Linked DNA regions of Rattus norvegicus: region 1 is linked to region 2. Evidence: chromatin contacts called from public Hi-C data. All regions are on one chromosome and are shown on one strand. The core of a region is the stretch at or near the end of the contact, and the rest is flanking DNA. Distances in the headings are between cores, read along the strand shown.

Region 1 (4,972 bases), core at 1,621-4,120, 1.1 Mb before region 2:
AGGATAGCCCACTCAAAAGGCAATCATTCTGATGAAATTCGGACCCATTTCACTTATGCAAACAATAATTCACCCTGCCAACAGAAAAGGACTTCAGCGCTCACTGTTCAGCTCCGTTCTTTTATAGATGAGGCCTCTCAAGGTCTGCAAGGTGAAGTCGCTTTACCACTATGCTTTCAAATCCCCGAGTTAGAGGCAGGCACAGTGGATATTTGTCATTCCAGCAACTGGGAGGGAAAGGCAGGAGGAGGCAGGCCTGGACCATGTGAGACCCTGTCTCAGAAAACCAAGAATAAATAAACATTAATTAAAATGAAATCCCTGTGGTGTGTGGCAATGTGATTGGCTGTAAAAAACATGCCCTTGCTTCTTTGTCATTTAGGAGAGACACTCCATGGCGATAAGACCTGTCTGTTTCTCTTTTTCTTCACAACGGTGGCAAGGTGAAAATGGTCTGTCATCAAGTTTAATACCTGGATGGTTGTTTAGGCTTTGGGGGAGGTGTGGGCAGGGCTCCTGAATGGATACAGATGAGTTCATCATTTGCTTTGTGCTCTGTACCAGAGAATCTTGGTTTTGCAACATCTTGACACTGGCTAGCAGGTGTTACTGTTTCTATGGGACTCAGACATGGCCAGGATTGTTAGCAGATATGTAAGGCGACTGTCAGTACACAACACAGTTCTGTGCAGGGGACTTGGCTGTTGCACTTGTCCCTGTGATGGTTAATCCTGTCCTCCTGATTGGAATCTCAGGCAAGACAAGTCCGTATTTAGGGATTGTCTCCATGTTGTTAATTGCACTGGGGAGGCCCACCTTAAATGTGGGAGGTGCCCTCCCATGGAATGGGGTCCCAGGAAACTTGAACACCAGCCCCATTGCTCTCTGCTTCCTGCTTGTGGGTGCAGTGCTGCCACGCCTTCCCCCATGATGGACTGTATCCCTTCAAATGGTGAGTCTTTCTCCACCACAAGGAACCGTGGGCCCTTGAATGGTGAGCCAGAATAATTCTTCAAGTTGCTTTTGCAGCTCTTTGGTCACAGCAGTGCATAACGTAATCAATGGCCTACACCATTGCCATCAGCAGGGTGAAAAAAAAAATTATCAGAGCGTGAGCTAGAGAACCCAGAGCCAGTTCCCAAGCTAGTGTGTCTTTCTGAAGCTCAGTTTTCTTACCTGTAAAATGGAAATAAAAAATAACACCGTTCTCTGCAGTTGTTTTGGGAATCGAGACAGAAAACGGAATACAAATCTTTTGTTAATGTGGAGAGGTTTACAAATATTGGTGGTTGCTAAGATCTACCTGGGTTGCTAGGGGGTCACTCCGTGCATTATAAATCTATTAAATATCAACGCTCCGCAACTTGGAAGCTTTGGGGGGGGGGGCTCCTGGAGAGGGACAGAGGTCCTGTTCTCCACGCTGGAGTCTTATCCTGAATCATAACCATTGTTATTTAGAACTAACAGACTGAATAAGCCTAGTCTTTTAGAAACATCCCCCACTTTGTAAACGCAGCATCAGTGGCTAAAAGTCCTTTCGCCCGTGGAGAGATACAAGGTTTGCTCACTTCTTCGCCTGAGCGTTTGAAGGGTCAGTTTTGAGAATCTGAAAGGCTTTGCAGCAGGAACACAGATCCCATCCCAATGCACTGATTAGCAAAACCCGTTCACTCCTGTGGCTCGAAGGATAAGCCCAAATGTCATACCAGAAATCTTTCTCTCATTCAAGCGCACTATAAATAGGCAAATGAATTTAGAAACCAAACCCTTATTATTGGTGCTCCCAGCCCTCCCGGAGTGGTTCCTCACCGCCCACCCCCACCCCCAGTCCTTTTGCACACGCCCACCTCTCACCTTGACCCCAAACTGCCACCTCCATTAAACATTGACCTCTTCTTCCTCCCAGAGAGGACTAATTGTTTTCTCTGTATGTATCTGTCTGTCTGTCTGTCTCCATCTCTCTTTCTCAGGATACTCCCCCATAGTTCCATCTTCCTTCTGCTTTCTGTGAGACTTGGCCTTGCCAGGAGTCTGTAAGTATTTCCGGCACCCGTCAGAGGTTGCGTATCCATATCCCGTGGCCCAGTGCGGGATGGGCCCACAGTGGCGTAGTTGACCTGCGTTTCCACAGGGAGTGTTTGTTGAAAACCGGCGCCAAGACGCACCAACGAGAGGAATGGGAATTTGCTTATCTTGCGCTTTCAGGTGCGTTTTCAATTCGCCCACAGGCCCCAGAACCTGGAACCATCTTCTTGCCCTCTCTCTGAGCTTAAAATCATCTCTCCAGCCATAGCCATTAGTTATGAATTAGGCTACAAGGCCAGCCTCTTTTTAAACCGCCCCCTTTTCAAGGGGCGCTTCACAGCACTGCCCAATTAGCTAGCAAGCTAGGCTGTGCTGTAGCTCCACTTGTAAATGCTCGCTTAGTCTGTGAGGGGCTGTGGAGTTTAATCCCCATCACAAGTGATGGGTTTGTTCTTCTTTTACCACGTGGGTGCTGGGGACTGAACTCGGGCCTTCAGGCTTGGTGGTGGGCAGCCCGACCTGCTGAGCCCATGTTTTTATTTTTAAAATAAGGCTCTTGCTTTGTAGCATAGGTTGGCTTGAAACCCACAATCCTCCAGCCTCAGCCTCCTGAGTATTGGGCCTAGAGGCCTGCACTACACCTGTCTACTTGTAATCTTTGTTTAAATCACAGTGAGGAAAGTGTGTGTGTGGGGGGGACCAAACCAATTAAAGAAAAAGAACCAGAGACGAAAAGAGGACACAGAAAGCCAGTTTGGAGGAACAGTGAACTTCAGCGAACCTCAGGGCAGGACTTCCTCCCAGACATTCCCTCTCCACTGTGCCTTTACGTAATGAGAACAGGCTAATACTGGGTAGTCAGAAAAATATCACTCAACATCCGACTAAAGCTAAGTAACCGCAAAGATGTATCTAGTCCCTCGGCAAGCTACCGACGTTGCATAGCAACAACTGCCTGGTTTTATTTCTGTCACAGGATTGCCATAAGGAAGCTTTGAAATTAAGTTTCTTTTCTTTCTTTTTCTTCTTCTTTTTTTTTTTCTTTTTTAAACAAACAAGGTAGCATACCTCACTGTACAAGTCACCTTGTAAAATTAACCAGGCGGCCTCAAAAAAGGAGAGGTAGCCAGGGTTAACCCAGGGGAGGGAAACTGGTGTTAGTGATCTCTCCGACCTGTTTTCTGGCAATGCTGGCAGTAACCATCAAGTGGGTTTTACTCGTTTTCTTCAGACGGAGAAACACCAGAATCCCTCAGCCAAGGTCACAGAGCTAAGGCAGGTAGAGTTAGGACTGGAACCATTTCCACCCCCTCCCCACTGCCATCTTTGTTTGTCTGGCCTGAAATCCAGTGGTGCCTCAGACATCTATATCATGGCGACATGTGGACCTGTAGTGAGCCGGGGCAACAACTCCCACCCCTTCTGAGGTGTCGAGAAGTCTTAGCTGGACATGGTAGCACATACCTATAATCCCAGCATCAGAGACTCTGGAGCAGGAGGATTGCCATAAGTTTGAGGTCAGCTTGGGCTACATAGTCAAGATTAAATTAAATTAAAGGGGGTTGGGGAGTGGGGAGACGGTTCAGCCAGTAAAATATGTCTATGACAGGCTAGTTGTTCATTTTAAAGTGTGTGTGTGAGCATGTGAGAGTATGTGAGTGTGTGTGTGTGAGCATGTGAGAGTATGTGTGTGTGTGTGAGCATGTGAGAGTGTGTGAGTGTGTGTGTGTGTTGTTCTTATTTAATGTGTGTACAGGTCTTCATCCATGTGTATACACTTGTGTGCAGAAGCTACAGGTTGAAATCATGTCTTCCTTTGTCTCTTACCTTTACTTTGAAAAATATTTATTTTTATTATTTTTAATTATGTATGTGCTTGTGTGTCTGTGTGGGGGTTGTGCACTGCATGTCCCTGGAGCTGGAGTTACAGGTTATGGTAAGCTGGCCACTGTGGGTGCTTGGAACCGAACTCAGGTCTTTTGGAAGTCCTCTTAACTGGTGAGCCATTGCTCCAGCCTATCCCACTTACTTTTTTTGCCTGGCCACAAAGCTCCTCCTGTCTCCATCTCTACATCAGGCATGGGTGTGGGGAGAGAGTGGGGGAGGGGGTGTTACAGCATGCTGGCACTTATGTGGGGGCTGGGGATGTCAGCTCAGGTCCTTATGCTAGGCAGCAAGTGCTTTACTCACACAGCCATCTTCCAAGCTCCTAGAATACTGGGGAAGATTGGGCTGCCATTTTGATCCTGTGGGCTAACTGCTTGATAGCACAGATTTACCCGGGAAAACATGGACTGAAAAACAGTTTAGTTCAAGGAACTAACTCAGGAGACTGTGGGAGCCCAGTGGCTCTTCACAGATCTTCTGACCCCTGGGAGCAAAGCTCCTTCATAGTTTCTGGTACTGAGTGTTAGAGACAGAGAATGAGGAGCTAACCAAGAAATCAAAGTTCCTGGGCCTAGGGTGCAGCTCAGGGGAAGATCATTGGCCAAGCTCGTGTGAAACCCAGGGTTGGATCTCCAGAGCTGGGAACAGCTGTATAGTTGCTGAAAAGATCTGTATGAATCAAGGCTCTGGCAGGTGTTTCTCATACCCTTTCTGCCCATGTCTTGGAGATTTTTGACGTAGGAGAATTCACCTCTAACTGCACATGCTCCATGGTTGTTACCCAGATTAGGAGGACAGTCACTGGGCATCATCTGTCATGTGATGGTCATCAAGGTAAGCACCAGGCATAGAGAACTGATCACACATAACTACTAATATTAAGAAATATTAGCCAGGGATGGTGGCACTTGCTTGTAATCCCAACACTAGAAAGTCTGAGGCAGGAGGATCACCATAAATTTGAGGTTAGCCTAGGCTACATAGCCAAGATCCTTTCTGAAGAAAGAAATTAAATTAAAGGGGTGTGGGGTTGGGAGTGGGGAGATGATTTAGACAGTAA
Region 2 (4,958 bases), core at 1,477-3,976:
AAATCTTCTGGAAGTGTTTTCTGAGAGCACAAAACTGTGTCCCAGAGATAGCCAAGGTTGTATAAGAATCACCCAAGTCTTTCTGGTTTTGAAGGCACGAAGGGATCATGGAGAGGAGCTGAGGCTTGGCACTGTGAGAGGTCAGGGAAGGCCATTGGTGAAAGTACAGCCTCAGTTGCAGTTGACGGCCCAGGACTGAAGGGGTCATGCAAAAAAGTTGAGATTTGGCACCATGAAGAGAGCCTTTTGAGAGGCTATTGGCGAAGCCTAGTTGCAGTGAGAACCCCCAGCATGTTAGCAATGCCAGTACCGTGGGAGGAGCACTAGAAACAGCAGCAGCTGTGGAGTGGAGCCAACCAGAGCCTAGAGTGCTACAGAGGGCAGAGCTGGAGAAGTGATGCCAGTCCTTTTGAGAGGTCCAAAAGATCATGTGTGGGTCCCGGACATTAGAACAAGAAGCTGTGATGTTGAAGTTGTCTTGGAGACCCTGAGATGTTAGGGATGCCAGAGTCATGGGTTATCTGCCGAGGAAAGTTGCTAACAGGGAGTAGAACCAGCCCAGCCCAGGAGAAGTTTGTCGTAGTCAATTGGAGATCTGGAGAGCGCTTTGGCATCAGACATGGAGATGGCAGAGTTTGAAGCTTGCCCGGCTGGATTTTGGTCTTGCTCGGTCCAGTATTTTCTCACTGTGATGTTTTGGAATGGTAATGTATATCCTATGGTGTTTAAGGTAATGTGATCTGCTTTCTGATTTTTACTTTATAGGAGATTACAGTTAAGTGATTGAATGAATCTCAGAAAATACTTTGAACTTTAGACTTTTAACAATGTTGAAACTATTATAGACTATGAGACTTTTGAAGTTAGACTAATGTATTTTGCATTATGCTGTGGCTAGGAATGGCCTCCATAGACAGGTTTGACCTAGCCTATAAGGGCCAGAGAGTGGAATGTGGTGATTTGAATCTGCTTGTCCCAGGAGGTGTGGCCTTGTTGGGGTTGGTGTGACCTTATTGGAGGAAGCGCCACTTTAGGAGGTAAGCTTTAAGACCCTCCTCCTAGCCATGTGGGAGCTAGTCTTCTGTTTGCCTTCGGAACAAGATGTAGAACTCTCAGCTCCTCCAGCACCGTGCCTGCCTGGACACTGCCATGCTGTCCGTCATGATGATAATGAACTGGAGGAAACCATAAGCTGGCCCCAATTAAATGTTGTCCTTTATAAGAGATGCCTTGGTCACAATGTCTCCTCTCAGCCATAGAAACCCTAAGACAGAAGTGAACGGGGGAAGGGAGGAGAGGGGAGGGGAGAAAATAGGAGGGGAAGGGATGGAAAGAGAACAGAAAAGGAAATAAAGAAGAAAAATCTTTGCGTCGGCAGACCAGGCATGCTATAGAAGCTCAGAGGGAAAGGAGAGTTCTTGCAGCTGGAGTAAGGGGATTGAGTCTAGAATCAAGGGTCCCAGAGGTTAGGATCTGGATGCCTTGGTAAGGAAGAGAAAGGATCTCAGAGAGGGTCTGAGGGTTCCGTGTTGCACAGGACAGATCCTTTCAGTTCTGAGTTGTACATCAGCATCAACTGAATTGCGTCTACTAAAACTCAGCATGAACTTGGCATGGTGGCTCACACCTGTAGTCTTGGTACTCAAGAAACCGAGGCTGGAGGATTGCCATGAGTCGAAGGCCAATCTTGTTATATAGTGAGTTCCAGACCAGGTTTAGCTATGGTCAGAGCCTGTTGCAAAGCAAGACTGAAATCTCAAGGTGTGGTGGACGCCACCGTCATCCTGGCACTTGGGAGGTAGAAGGGGGAGGATGGAGAGAGTTCAAGGCCAGATTCAGTTTAAGGCCCTGTTTCAAATAAAAATAAACCTGGTGGTGAATGTCTCCCAGATTTCCAGACAGTGGTCCTTTAAAATGGCCACTCTGTGCATCATGGCCTCTTCAGGAATGGTCTAAAGTTAGAAAGTCCAACACAGTAGCTACTTACTACATGAGGCTTTTGAGCCCTCATAATGGAAATGGTACAACTTAAGTTGTTATATTTCATTTTAATGCATTTACATTTTAAGAACAATATGTTCTTCAAGTGGTTGTTGGGGGAGGGGCTCTGCTGTCACCCAGCATTGGGTAAGAATTCACTGGTATTGCTATTTCGAATGGGGGGGGGGGGTGTTAGAACATTTTAAGATTTATGGGACTCACAACTGTAATTCTCTTTCACAGCAGTGGGCAAGCCTCCCAAGCCACTGTGATCTGTTTGGTGCCATATGCCAACCATCCCTAGCCTTCAGATTTATGTTTGAATGAACTCCCCAGGTCTTTTTTTATACACAATAAGTACGGATTGATAGACCTCAGGAGGAGAGAAGAGGGTGAGAAGCCATGGCAGGTGACGTTAAGATTCTGCTCTATGTATTTACAGGTTGTTATTAATGCTCCTAAGGGATGGATGGTACTGGGCTTTGTATGTTTAATTGGGCAATTATATCTTATCAATTGGGTCAAAAAAAAAAAAAACCTCAGGAGACATCTGGCTTCTGAGAGGTACTGAGGGTGCCCTTCTCCCAGCCTGGTCTTTCTAGGGTTGGGAGGGGAGTGGGTGGGGCATCCAGGGGAGAGAACCCTGCCTGCTACTATGACATCACAGAGTGACATCATAGTAACCCGTGCCCTACCCAAGCTGATGTCCTGACTGAAGGCATTCATCCTCGCTCAGCTCTCCACACACCACCTTACCCCTCTGCTGGCAAGAGGGGGGCCTGGTGCATCCTCTCCCTCAACATCTGAGCCACGAAACTAATTAAGACCTGTCGGAGCAGAAACTGAGACACCTGTTTCAGAACCTCAACAGTGAATGAGCGACTCCTGTCAGCTGACTCAAAATGTTTGTCTCACCCAGGAGGTAGGTACACAGCTTTTGGAAATGTTGTGAAAACTGATTAATTCACTATTTTGAGCCTGATCTCTAGTGGCATGAACTCACACACACACACACACACACACACACACACACACACACACACACGGGGGGGGGGGGGAGTAATATATGGTTACGGCGCAGTGAACGAGTGTGTTCAGAAGGCCAAGCTAGCCTAAGACAGGAGCATCTGTGAGACTGGGGCAGAGCTCAAAACCGAGAAGAGCCGGCAGTGTGGGCTAAGGCAGCTTCCCCAAGTTCATATAGAAGACCCAAAAGTACCCGATATCAACCATCAACTGGGGGAGCCCTTACACATATGAACGTGAGAGCAGAAGCCAGTCAGAGCTTGAAATTTTATTATCTTTTAGGATTGGTTCTCTAGAGAAGGGGCAGGCTTACAGGGAAGTCTGTTGACATGGAGCTAAGAAATAGAAAGCCCAGAATACTTGAACCCTCGCTTCATTCTGGAGGCCCTTCCCTGATGCCACCCGAAATCTGCAGCTTTTGTTAAAAGTGTCTGCCTGCCCTTTGTTGTGTGGGCACGTTCCTTCAAAAGCAATGAGCCTTCTAGGGTTGCAGGACTGAATGCCGACTGCCATGTCTACATTTGTGATCTCGTGCAAATCAAAGACCGGATTCAAGCGGTACAATGGAGACGCCTCTGTATCTGGTAGGGTACAGGGGCCTAGGGAGCGGTTAGCGAACTGTCTAGCCCCTGGCCCGGTAGTATGGGATGCTTTTTCCTTAGATTCCGCTTTCCTTCCACCTCTTTAGATCTTCAGGTCAAAACTGTAGAGGACCCCCCTCCTCCCCCGTCAGTCCTTGGGGAAGCAGGTAGGTAACCACTAGACCTCAGATGTGTTGAGGGGTTCATGTTCTCACCTCTCCTATCTACAAAACGAGGCAGGCCTACTTTACCCCTTCTTCAGAAAGGACCTAGAGAACCGCATTTTGGGGGGAACAGGGAAATGCTTGATTTGAAATTTGACAGCAAGCAGGACACTTGTCCCACCTGGTGTGAGGAATTTACCCCAGGATCCGGTCTCTCCCCTGGGCGGGTCCTTGCCTGCCGGGTAGGCCGACCGACGCAGGACCCACCCCAGGAAGAGAAAGAGGAAGAAACCTCGTGGTTCCTTGCCACACCCGTCCTAGAAGTCATAAGCGCGGGCTGCGCAAGGGCGGGGCACTGCGAAACAATTCAAAACACGTCCTGGTGCGTCGCCGTGGCAACCACGCCCGCTGCTAGGCAACTGGGGCGCCGTAGTAAACACCGACTGGAGGGTTACTCATGGGGAAGCGTGGAGAAATCTCCTCTGGCTCAGGCACCGAGACAGAGAGGGTGAAGATGAGGGGAGAAAGGGAAGGAAAACATGCAACGAAGGAATGCACGCTAGGGTGGGAAAGGGCGAGCTTGTACTCTAGGGAAAGCTACGTTCCTGGCACCCCTCTTCATCATTGAATCCCTCAGTCCCGGAGACACCCGGGCAGCCAGCCGGAGTGGAGCCAGCCTAGTGTCCTAAGCAGTCACTTGCACGTGAAAGATTGCCCCACAGGAAGTGCAGATGTGGCTGTCCCTCTGATTCATGCCAGCCAGTAGCTTAGGGCATGGAAGAAAGGCAGAGGGAGGGGAGGAGGGCTTCCTCTCCTGGAAATGACTGCCAAAGCAAAAGCCTTCAAACAATTCCATGACAAAGCGGAAAGGGAAAGGCTGGAGGGAGGTCCCAAGTGTTTTCCTTTGGCCCCTCCCAATGAGCATTAAATGAGGGAATTGCCAGTATTTGTGACCCACCGTGGGAGCACTTGGGGTTATGTGGGTCCTTAAAAGTGGGGTAAAATGGGAGGTCCTGAGTTAAATACGGAGCGGGCATCTGAAAGGTCATAAATGTCCTCTGGGAAACATTTCAAAGTCTCATCAAACGAAGGAGTTCGATGTCCCACGATATGCAGTTAAAGTTCGGAAGGCTCCAGCCACATCAAAATGACATGATGCTAATCTGTAGGGAATCACCCGTCTTGAAATGTTCAGAACATTTCCGAT

The links. A called contact is a pair of places that touch in the nucleus more often than the background predicts.
Region 1: a Hi-C map of the A7r5 cell line shows a contact between it and region 2, with 3 times the contacts expected there. The contact joins the enhancer-like site here to the promoter of Gsg1 in region 2. A contact is called at or near these places in 2 of 12 Hi-C or Micro-C datasets (the A7r5 cell line and Schwann cells).

What each region holds. Positions count from the first base shown.
Region 1 is chr4:170,945,424-170,950,395 of GRCr8, reverse strand. No RefSeq gene overlaps it. Among named protein-coding and RNA genes, the nearest start is that of Rnu2-63, 49 kb to the right of the region's middle. Within about 2 kb of position 2,870, at least 9 of the 93 cell types and tissues checked have an H3K27ac peak or open chromatin away from gene starts, as enhancers often do. A contact at or near this core is called in the A7r5 cell line, where this site is marked.
Region 2 is chr4:169,836,147-169,841,104 of GRCr8, reverse strand. It overlaps Gsg1 (germ cell associated 1), which reads left to right and starts at 2,726. Exons shown (of 6, transcript NM_001013166.1): 1 at 2,726-2,902. The coding sequence starts at 2,855. It also overlaps a transcript of Fam234b not described here.